Linked DNA regions of Ovis aries: region 1 is linked to region 2. Evidence: chromatin contacts called from public Hi-C data. All regions are on one chromosome and are shown on one strand. The core of a region is the stretch at or near the end of the contact, and the rest is flanking DNA. Distances in the headings are between cores, read along the strand shown. Region 1 overlaps PTPRN (protein tyrosine phosphatase receptor type N). Region 2 holds the start of NHEJ1 (non-homologous end joining factor 1).

Region 1 (4,545 bases), core at 1,759-4,258, 130 kb before region 2:
GCGCCTGGCTGCCCTGGGACCCGAGGGGGCCCATGGTGACACTACCTTTGAGTACCAGGTGTGCAGCCCCAGAAGCTTGTTGATGAAAGGGAATGGAAGGGGCTCAGGAGTCTGGGTCTCATGTAAGATGAGGGCAGGGAGTTGGGTATCCAGGCACGGGCTGGAGAAGCCCCAGAAGGGGTGTCGTGGAGGCATTTTGAATGGATGGGAATTGAGGACAGGTGGTTCCTGTTCCCCAATGGTTCCCCAGTACCACCATTTAGGGGGTTCTGGATTCTGCTCTGTACTATCTGAGGTTGTCATGGGCCACACCCAAGCAGAACAGCCCTGGAAGGGATGAGACCCAGGGCAGAAGACCCCACCCCAGAGGAGCAATCCAGGACCATCCTAAGGACTCTGTTGAATTGAGTCCAGAACTCTGTTGAAAAGGCTTCAGGAGAACATGGATCCTGCCCTGTCTTTCTTCTGCAGGATCTATGCCGCCAGCATATGGCTACAAAGTCCCTGTTCAACCGGGCGGAGGGTCCACCTGAGCCTTCTCGGGTGAGCAGCGTGTCCTCACAGTTCAGCGATGCCGCCCAGGCCAGCCCCAGCTCCCACAGCAGCACCCCGTCCTGGTGTGAGGAGCCCGCCCAAGCCAACATGGACATCTCCACAGGACACATGATTCTGGTCAGGATGGGGCATGGGCCCAGATGCGGGGAGGGGTCCAAGTGGTGGGAGGGGCAAGGCTGGCAGTGGGGGCCGGCGCCAGGCTGTGGTGTCCCTGCAGGCCTACATGGAGGACCACCTTCGGAACAGGGACCGCCTGGCCAAGGAGTGGCAGGCCCTGTGTGCCTACCAAGCGGAGCCCAACACCTGTGCCACCGCCCAGGGCGAGGGCAACATCAAAAAGAACCGCCACCCTGACTTCCTTCCCTGTGAGTTAGTCTTGCTGGCCCAGCCTTCTGTCTGCTGGGAGTCCGGAGGGCTTGGGGTAGGGGCTGGGCTCCTGGCTCAGGCTGAGTGGCAGAAGTGCCAGGACCCCAGTGACTGGAGGGGTTTCTGGGGTGGGGTGTGGGGTCTGTGCAGATGACCATGCTCGCATCAAGCTGAAGGTGGAGAGCAGCCCTTCTCGGAGCGATTACATCAATGCCAGCCCCATTGTGAGTGGCTCCTATCTCCTCCCCATTTTCATCCTGCCCCCATAGACTCCATTTCCTCCTCCACAAGGCCCTGGAATTGTGGGCCTGATATCCGGCATGGAAATGGGAATTCTGAGGGTCCCCCAGACCCTGGCCTGCTCCCTTTGACCAGACCTCTCCATAATGGCATTTCCTATTCTGGTTCATGATGTATTTTCCCTGCCCACAGATTGAGCACGACCCTCGGATGCCAGCCTACATAGCCACACAGGGCCCGCTGTCGCATACCATTGCAGACTTCTGGCAGGTGGGCTTTTGGAGGGAGGGTGTCTCCAGGGACTGGGGTCCCTTGTGGGCAGCCAGGGCCAACCAGGTCCCAGGGAGGTTAGAGTGGAGCTTACCTGGGTGCTAGACATCATCTGTCCCTAGATGGTGTGGGAGAGTGGCTGCACTGTCATCGTCATGCTGACCCCGCTGGTGGAGGATGGTGTCAAGCAGTGTGATCGCTACTGGCCGGACGAGGGCTCCTCCCTCTACCACGTATATGAGGTCAGCAAACCCCATGGCCAGGAGACACTGGGGGTGGGGACAGTGGGCGGTGCACAGTTCATGCATGTGCAACTGTGTGTGTATATAAGCATCCATGTGTCATACATATTCACACATGCTGTGCCGTGGTGTTCTTACTCACTCAGTCATGTCCAACTCTTTGAGACCCCATGGACTGTAGCCTGCCAGGCTCCTCTGTCCTGGGGATTCTCCAGGCAAGAATAGTGGAGTGGGTTGCCATGCGCTTCTCCAGGGAAATCTTCCTAACCCAAGAATTGAATCCAGGTCTCCTGAGTTGCAGGTGGATTCTTTATTGTCTGAGCCACCAGGAAAGCATTCGCATACATACATATATGCATATACATGTGTGTATGTGTGTGTCCAGTCTAGGGCTGAAAAGCACTTGTAGGGACCTGTGATGAAAGGTACAGATATAAAACTATAAAGCCACTGAAACTAAGGTAAGAAGCTAAGAGCCAGGAGTACAGTTTTGAGACAGGGAAGATAAGTATACTCGAAGACCAAGACTTAATCCTACTTTTATTGAGTCTAGTTTAGATCTGAGTTTCCTGGAGGCCAAAGCAAAGAAAAAAATGCTGCCAATCACACATGTTGCTTATGAAAAAATAGAAAAACACTGGGGGGTCTGGGCAGAGACAAAGTAGAGGAAGGAGAAACATTCCTGACCAATGGGAAGTGACCCCCTCTCCCCCTTAAAACAGATGTTATTTGCACAATAGAAGCTTCTTATCTCTAAATGAGCTCTGGATAACAAATTTTCAGCATTAGATGAGCATACAATACTTTTTCTTTTTAAGCTTTAAAAATTGGTCCCGCTTGGGGTTAAAGAAAAAATCAAATGAAAATACAAAATTTTATCAAAGTTTATGGTGTGTGTGTAGCACAGACACTGTGCTAGTCTTTGCGCAAAAAGAGGAAGGAGAAACTGATTCCAGGAAACACACAGGACTTCCCGGAGGGCCCAATGGTTAAGAATCCGAGCTGCCACTGCAGGGGGCACGGGTTCGATCCCTAGTCGGGGAGCTAGGCTCCCGCTGTGTCTAGATGGAGAAGCCGCCAGTTGTCCTGAGCAATCCATAAGTGACACAGATGGCTAGGGTTCCTGGGGACAGTTGAGTGAGCTTCTTGACTGTCCTGGGAGGCCGGGAGGATTTGGAGAGGCCCTGCCGCGCTCAGGCCTGCGCCCCCACTCTCGCAGGTGAACCTGGTGTCGGAGCACATCTGGTGCGAGGATTTCCTAGTGCGGAGCTTCTACCTGAAGAACGTGCAGACCCAGGAGACGCGCACGCTCACGCAGTTCCACTTCCTCAGCTGGCCGGCAGAGGGCACCCCGGCCTCCACCCGGCCCCTCCTGGACTTCCGCAGGTAAGCGGGCACCCCTGGGCGGTGGGGCGGCCCGAAGAAGGCTCCCAGAAGCCCGGGAGAGAGCAGCCCAGGAGCAAGGGGGCCGGGAGCCGGGCTCTGGAGCCTCCCCGCAGCCCATCAGCTCCTCCTGGGGCCCCTGGTCAGGAGAGGCAGGCCCTCTCGCCCGACCTGGAGCCTCAGCTTCTGGTCCGCTGGTGCCCCCTTCTAGACACCCCCAAACCAGGACTGACTCTGACCTCCCGGCATCCCCTTCTGGACACCACCCCCCAAACCAGGACTGACGCCCTGTCTCGCTGTGCCCATCCGTCCACTGCTGTGGTCCAGCTCCTGACTGCTTGCTCTCTCTGCTGTCTGGCTGCCTCTTCCCTCTCTCTTGGCCTCTTTTTCTATCTCCCACTCTTCCTCCATAACCTTCTTCTCCCTCCGCCCCCCTATACCCTGAAAGGCTCATCTTGTTTGTAGCCGCCTCCCTCTCTCCTCTCTTCCTCCTTGGTCCTTGCTGTCTATTTCCTCCTGTCCTGTTTCCTGGTGCCCAGTCTCTATGTCTGCTGTCCCCTTGCTTTCTCTCACTAACCCTTGCCTTCCCTCTTCTTTACCCTCTGTGTCTCTTTGCCTCTATTTTTATTTCTTTCCCTCTTTCCCTCCCTTCCTTCCCACTTTTCTCGCCTCCACCCTCCCTCTCCCCCTCAGCTCTCTCCCATGGTTCTCACTCCCCCACTCCATCGACAGTTCCCCCCTCTGCACCCCTCCCTGTTCGGTCTCTCAGCTGTTTCCTCCACCTCCCTCCCATCTCTGCCTATTTACTCTGCCTCTCTTTGTCTCTCTCCCCGCTCCTCTCTCTCTTTCTCTACATGTCTCTGTCTCTCCGTTGCTGTCTGTCTCCCCTCTCTGTCTCCTCCCTCTTCTCTCTCTCTCACGGCTGCCAGCGTCATTTTTGTGATCTGCAGCTAGTATTCTCACTCCAGTTGCATAGTCACAAAAGTGATCACTGGCAGGTGTGGCCGCTGCATGGATGGGACATGAGGACGTGTGGCCCAGGGACCACCCTGAAGGGCGCTGGGAGAGCTGGGGCTGGGGAGATTCAGGGAAGGGACAAATGCTATCAAAGGGAGTGGGGGGGATCTCTGGACTCTTGGGGACTCATGGAACCAGGTGGGGGCTGGGACAGGAAACCAACAGGGGGACTTGCCCTCTTCAGATGCTAAAACCATGTCCAGGCCTCCAGAGTCCCCTGCCTTCCCTCCACAGATTGGTGGCTGAGAAGTCTGCTGCCATGGCAGGGACCTCACCCACACTGCAGCTTCCTTCTGCTTCTCTGCCCCTTGCCAGGCCAGTCTGAGGTCTCTAGGTGCTGGGCAGAAAGCAGAGGAACAGAACTGGGGTGGGAACCTGGGGGTAGTTTCTGACCCTCAGGACAATGGTTTCTAACTGGGGTCCATGCAACCTGAGGTACCGGCTTCTTGAAGGTGCCATCAGGGGTATCAGG
Region 2 (4,993 bases), core at 1,896-4,395:
TAAGTACTCTGCTGTGCCAGCCCTCTCCCAACCTCTTTGATTACTTCCGTACGGCACAGGTGGGATGCTGGGAGTGACCCAGGCAATGGTTCTGTCTAGTGGATTCTCCAGCTTCCACTTGGCTGACATTGACTCTGGGCGGAATGTCTTCATTGTTGGCTTCTCCATCTTCACGGCCCTGTTGCTGCCGAGGTGGTTTCGGGAAGCGCCAGTCCTACTGAGCACAGGTGGGAGGAAGGGGAGGGAAAGAGTAGTTGCCTGGCAGTGGGCAAGCAAGGGCTCAAGGATTGAGTTTCTCTGGACTCCAGGCCCCACACCCTTCTCTGGGCTTGGGGATAAATAGTCTGTCCATTTGTTTAGCAAATATTTACTGAACACCATGCTAGCTTCCCTGGGATACAAAGGTGCCTATAGATTTACAGTCTAGTGAAAGAGATAAGATGTGTAGAAATGCAACTAGAAAGGCTCAGATAAAGAGCTGTGATGCTCTGCAGTGAGAGAGATGGCTTCTGTTGGAGATGATCCCGATAACTTTTATGGAGAAAGTAACATTGAGCTGGTCTCAAAGGATGGTAAGATTGAAACGTATTTGGTAAGAAGGTCATTCCTGGCAGAGGAACCACAGTAAACAATGCTGAAATAGGAAGTCATAGCATATGCTCCCGGAGCAGCAAATAACTTAGTTTGTTAGCTCAGCTTAGCAAACAGCAGTGATTTTAACTGAGGACGATTTTATCCCACAGAGAACATTTGGCAGTGTCTGGAGACATTTTTGGTTGTTACAAGCAGGGGAGAGGTTACTTGCATTTAGAGGTTATTTGCATTTAATGGGTAGAAAGATGCTGTTAAACATTCTATAGTGCCCAGAACAGCCTCTCTCAAACAGAGAATTATCTGGTCCAAATGTCAGTAGTACTGAGGTTGAGGCACTCAGGCTAGAGCATAAAAGGTGAGAAGGAGGAAATAAGGTTGGGGATTTTAATACCAAACTTTCCAAAGACAGGGAGCCTGGAATGATCAAAGCATATCTGAAGGGCATGTGGATGCCCAGAAGACAGGGTGTTAAGCAGGGGTCCTGTGGGAAGGGTCTGGGTGTGGGAAATAGAGAGCAGAGGGACAAAGTGGGGAGGGAGAGATAGAACAATTCAGAAAGATATGCCCTCCATCCAGTACTTAAGCTTAGGTTGGAAGTATTAGGCCCTTGGTTTTGCATAGTGTCAGAGTCCCCCTCCTGCCTGGTCCCAACTCCTTGTAGGCTGGAGCCCCTTGGATGTGCTACTGCGCTCATTGCTCACAGAGCCCATCTTCCTGGCGGGACTCTTGGGCTTCCTCCTAGAGAACACCATTTCTGGTAAGTTGAGGCCAGGCCCCAGCAGACTGGGGAGTGGCCAGAAAGTCATCACTCCCTGGGTTGGGCAATGTCCTGACCACTCTGTCTTTTGCAGGCACACGGCTTGAGAGAGGCCTAGGGCAAGGGCTGCCACCTCCTTTTACTGCCCGAAAGGCTCGGATGCCTCAGAAGTCCAGGGAGAAGGCAGATAAAGAGTACGAGCTTCCTTTCTCCATCCAAAACCTGTGTCCCTGCATTCCCCAACCCCTCCGTTGCCTCTGCCCGCTGCCCCAAGACTCTGGGAATGAGGAAAGAGGGCCCGCTGAGCCCAGAGAGACAGCTGACTTGCTGCCTGACTTTGGGGACCAGTGCCCTCAGCCTAGCAGAGGACAGTCCCAGTAATTACCAGGACTCCTACTCTAGTTAGTTTAGTCCTAACTCCCAGCTTGCTGAAGAACCAGATCACAGGCTCCACTTTTTCCCGGGGAGAGGATGTGTGTGTGTATCTCACATGGGCCCCCCAAAAATCTCACTTCCCAATAGGTGTGTTTGCCTTTTCCTTTCTTAGTTAGGCCTGTTCCAGAGCAGGGGCTGTGAATGAATGAGTGATATTTTGCCTGTGAATGATCTATACTCGAACCCTAGCATTCACTTAACTGATATTTATTATCTCCTATGTGTAAGGTCCTGGAAATATAGATATGGATAAGACAGGGTCCCTCCCCTCTCAAATACTTATGATTTAAAAAGACATGTAATTACTGGACTTCCCTGGAAGTCCAAGCTTCCAGTGCAAAGGGTGTGGATTCCATCCCTGGTTGGGGAACTACTAAGATCCAGTAAGCTTTGTGGTACATCAAAAAAACAACAACAATAAAAAACATGTAATTACTAACTAAAATCCAAAGTGGAAGTCAGTCTTCAATAAAGATTAAAAGAATGCTATGGGAGCAAAGAGTAAGAAACAATGAATTCTGATTGGGGATAGTGGGAAAGACTTTACATAGAAGCAGCACTGGGGCTGGCCTTAACAAGAGGACTTTGGGTTGTGGAACATGGATGAGAATTTTTCAGACTTGGGTGTCCAGATGGAGCAAAACTGTAAGTTACACAAGGTACAAGATGAGTTGGATTGGTGATGGAGCATACGTATGGTGGTGGATGGAGGGAGAAAGCAGGCAGGAAGGTACAAGACAAGGTCAGACCAGGGGAGGTATGCCTGGGAGACTCATCTCTTAAACAACCAGAGTGCTGGTGGGACCCAAGAGAGAATATCTAGTGACGTTCAATCCCCTCATTTTATTTAAAAATAAAACAACAAAAAAGACACGTAGGGTAGGGAAATTTGACTTTCGGTTTTTCAACAAATTCAAATTCGTGGTCCTTCTTCCTGCATTTCGTCTGGCATTCTTTCTACTCTGCCAGGGCAACTCTGCTGTGCTGAGCTTAGTTGCTTAGTCGTGTCCGATTCTTTGCGACTCTATGGATTGTATCCAGCCAGGCTCCTCTGTCCATGGGGATTCTCCAGGCAAGGATACAGGAGTCGGTTGCCATGCCCTCCTCCAGGGGATGCATCTTCCCAACCCTGGTATCCCGCATTGCAGGCGAATTCTTTACTATCTGAGCCTCCAGGGACGCAGGGCAACTCTAAAGTGCGCCTTTTTCCTTCTACCCACCTACCAGGGCCCCGGTAGCCCTCCGGCTCCGAGCACTCCAGTTATCAGCTCCCGGGGCCCAGATGCCCCGCCCACATCAGGCCTGGGCTCCGCCCCAGTGTCCCAAGACCCCACCTCCCTGTAGTGGGGGTGGGAAATGCTTCTACTCTAGGCCTTTTCGTTGGCGCGGGCGGGCCAGCCTGCCGCGGGGAGGGTGAGAGCTCTCTCGGCCGCTCACGGTAGGTGGGGTCGAGCTGTAATCCGGGCCAGGGCCAGGGCTAGGCAGCGAAAGACATCTCGGGCCCTGCGGGCTGGTCCTGGCAATAGCGCCTCCTCCCCCCAAGTGTCCTGCCAGGAGGGACCCGCGCGCGGCCAAGGTTCTGGGCCAGGCCTCCGGGGATGGGCGGGGGTGGTGGTGGCAGGGGCCGCGCGTGCGCAGCTCGCCTCCCGGCCGCGGGGCGGGGTTTGTGGAGGTACTCCCAGCCGGCAACTTGCTGCGATGAAGCAGCCGGTTTTTGGCCTTGTTGCCGCTTGGGGAGTCCGGAGCCGCGCCTCAAGCAGCCGGCTCTGTAAAAATAGAAACACGGACTGGAAGGCCTTTCTCGCGAGGGCGAATGGAAACTGGCTGCCACCAGGCGGGGCTCCTGGGGTGGGGCTGTGGTAAAGGGAGGGAGGGTCCGCCCTCTCCCAGAGGGATGAGGCGGGGCAGAGTCTAGCCCGGACAGTCTTTGGCGTTCTGCTGTCCTCTGCAGGATGGCGGAGGAACTGCGCCTAGAGGGCTCATCCCGACTCGCTTTAGGCAACCCCACTCCGCTGTTGGCACTCCGCTGTTGGCCCTCCACACTTCCCCTCCCTTCATTCAGTAATTGTAACAGGTGTACATTTGACTTCCCTCAAAGCTCAGTGACACGACTGAGCGACTTCACTTTCACTTTTGAGAAGGAAATGGCAACCCACTCCAGTGTTCTTGCCTGGAGAATCCCAGGGACGGGGGAGCCTGGTGGGCTGCCGTCTATGGGGTCGCACAGAGTCGGGCAGGACTGAAGCGACTTAGCAGCAGCAGCATAGCTCAGTAGGTAAAGAATCTACCTGCAATGCTGGAGACCCGGGTTCGACTCCTGGGTCGGGAGGATCCCCTGGAGAAGGAAATAGCAACCCACTCCAGTATTCTTGCCTGGAGAATCCCGTGGACAGAGGAGCCTGGCAGGCTACAGACCCTGGGGTCGCAAGAGTTGGACACGACTTAGCAACTAAACCACCACCACCACACTTGAAGCTAATATAATATTGTAAATCAGCTATACTTCAATAAAAAATTATTAGAAGAAAAGAAAAGAAAAATAAACGGGTGAATCTGGTTAATGTGAAGTCATCCTGGAAGGAAATAAGAAAAAGCTGAGATATAGATCTCAGAACTGGACGTGTGTGGTGAGAGCAGCTTACTCTAGGTGTGGTGCTGAATTTCTCAAACCTTTTTGGGGGGCTTTTTGACCCCCCCAGCTGCATTTTAAACTCCTCCCCCACCCACAAAACACCATACAGTGTGAGGGTCTTGAGCATCCAGGCTTTCTAAAGTGACAGGCTCAGATAATCAGCCCAATTTTGATGACTGACAGGCTCAGATAATCAGCCCAATTTTGATGACTGAGAATGCACACTGGGGTGTGTCTAGAAAGGAGAGAAGGGCTTGGTGACTTGCTGTTTGTGACATACTTGAGGTTTGTGATCTTGGGCAAAGTGGGACTCTGGTCTGGTGAGGACTGGCTTCATCATTCCCAGATCTTCCCCTCTGAGTAGGAATAGCAGGGGAACTGTGACTGAAATACCATCCTCCAGACAGAAGGTTTTGAGGCTGCAGATAAAAGTCACAATATATGCATTTCTATTTCACCTGCCTAGTGACTGTACAAATTATGTTACAAGGCTGCACTAGGTTATGGTTGGAAGAATAATGGCTTAGATTGAGATGAAAATGACTGGAAGAATGGAGCCATGTTAACCATATTAA

Evidence for each region. Hi-C and Micro-C count contacts between places; a contact is called where the count stands out from the background.
Region 1: a contact with region 2 is called in a Hi-C map of liver, with 6 times the contacts expected there. The contact joins the enhancer-like site here to the promoter of NHEJ1 in region 2. A contact is called at or near these places in 13 of 16 Hi-C or Micro-C datasets (blood, hypothalamus, liver and 7 more).

What each region holds. Positions count from the first base shown.
Region 1 is chr2:221,240,429-221,244,973 of ARS-UI_Ramb_v3.0, reverse strand. PTPRN (protein tyrosine phosphatase receptor type N) reads left to right here. Exons shown (of 23, transcript XM_042244271.1): 13 at 1-58; 14 at 472-672; 15 at 773-920; 16 at 1,072-1,145; 17 at 1,354-1,431; 18 at 1,554-1,673; 19 at 2,893-3,059. Among named protein-coding and RNA genes, the nearest start is that of PTPRN, 13 kb to the left of the region's middle. Within about 2 kb of position 3,008, at least 22 of the 54 cell types and tissues checked have an H3K27ac peak or open chromatin away from gene starts, as enhancers often do. A contact at or near this core is called in hypothalamus and liver, where this site is marked.
Region 2 is chr2:221,112,673-221,117,665 of ARS-UI_Ramb_v3.0, reverse strand. It overlaps NHEJ1 (non-homologous end joining factor 1), which reads left to right and starts at 3,145. Exons shown (of 8, transcript XM_012146435.4): 1 at 3,145-3,224. It overlaps SLC23A3 (solute carrier family 23 member 3), which reads left to right. Exons shown (of 12, transcript XM_042244257.2): 10 at 60-227; 11 at 1,256-1,351; 12 at 1,446-2,280. The coding sequence ends at 1,732.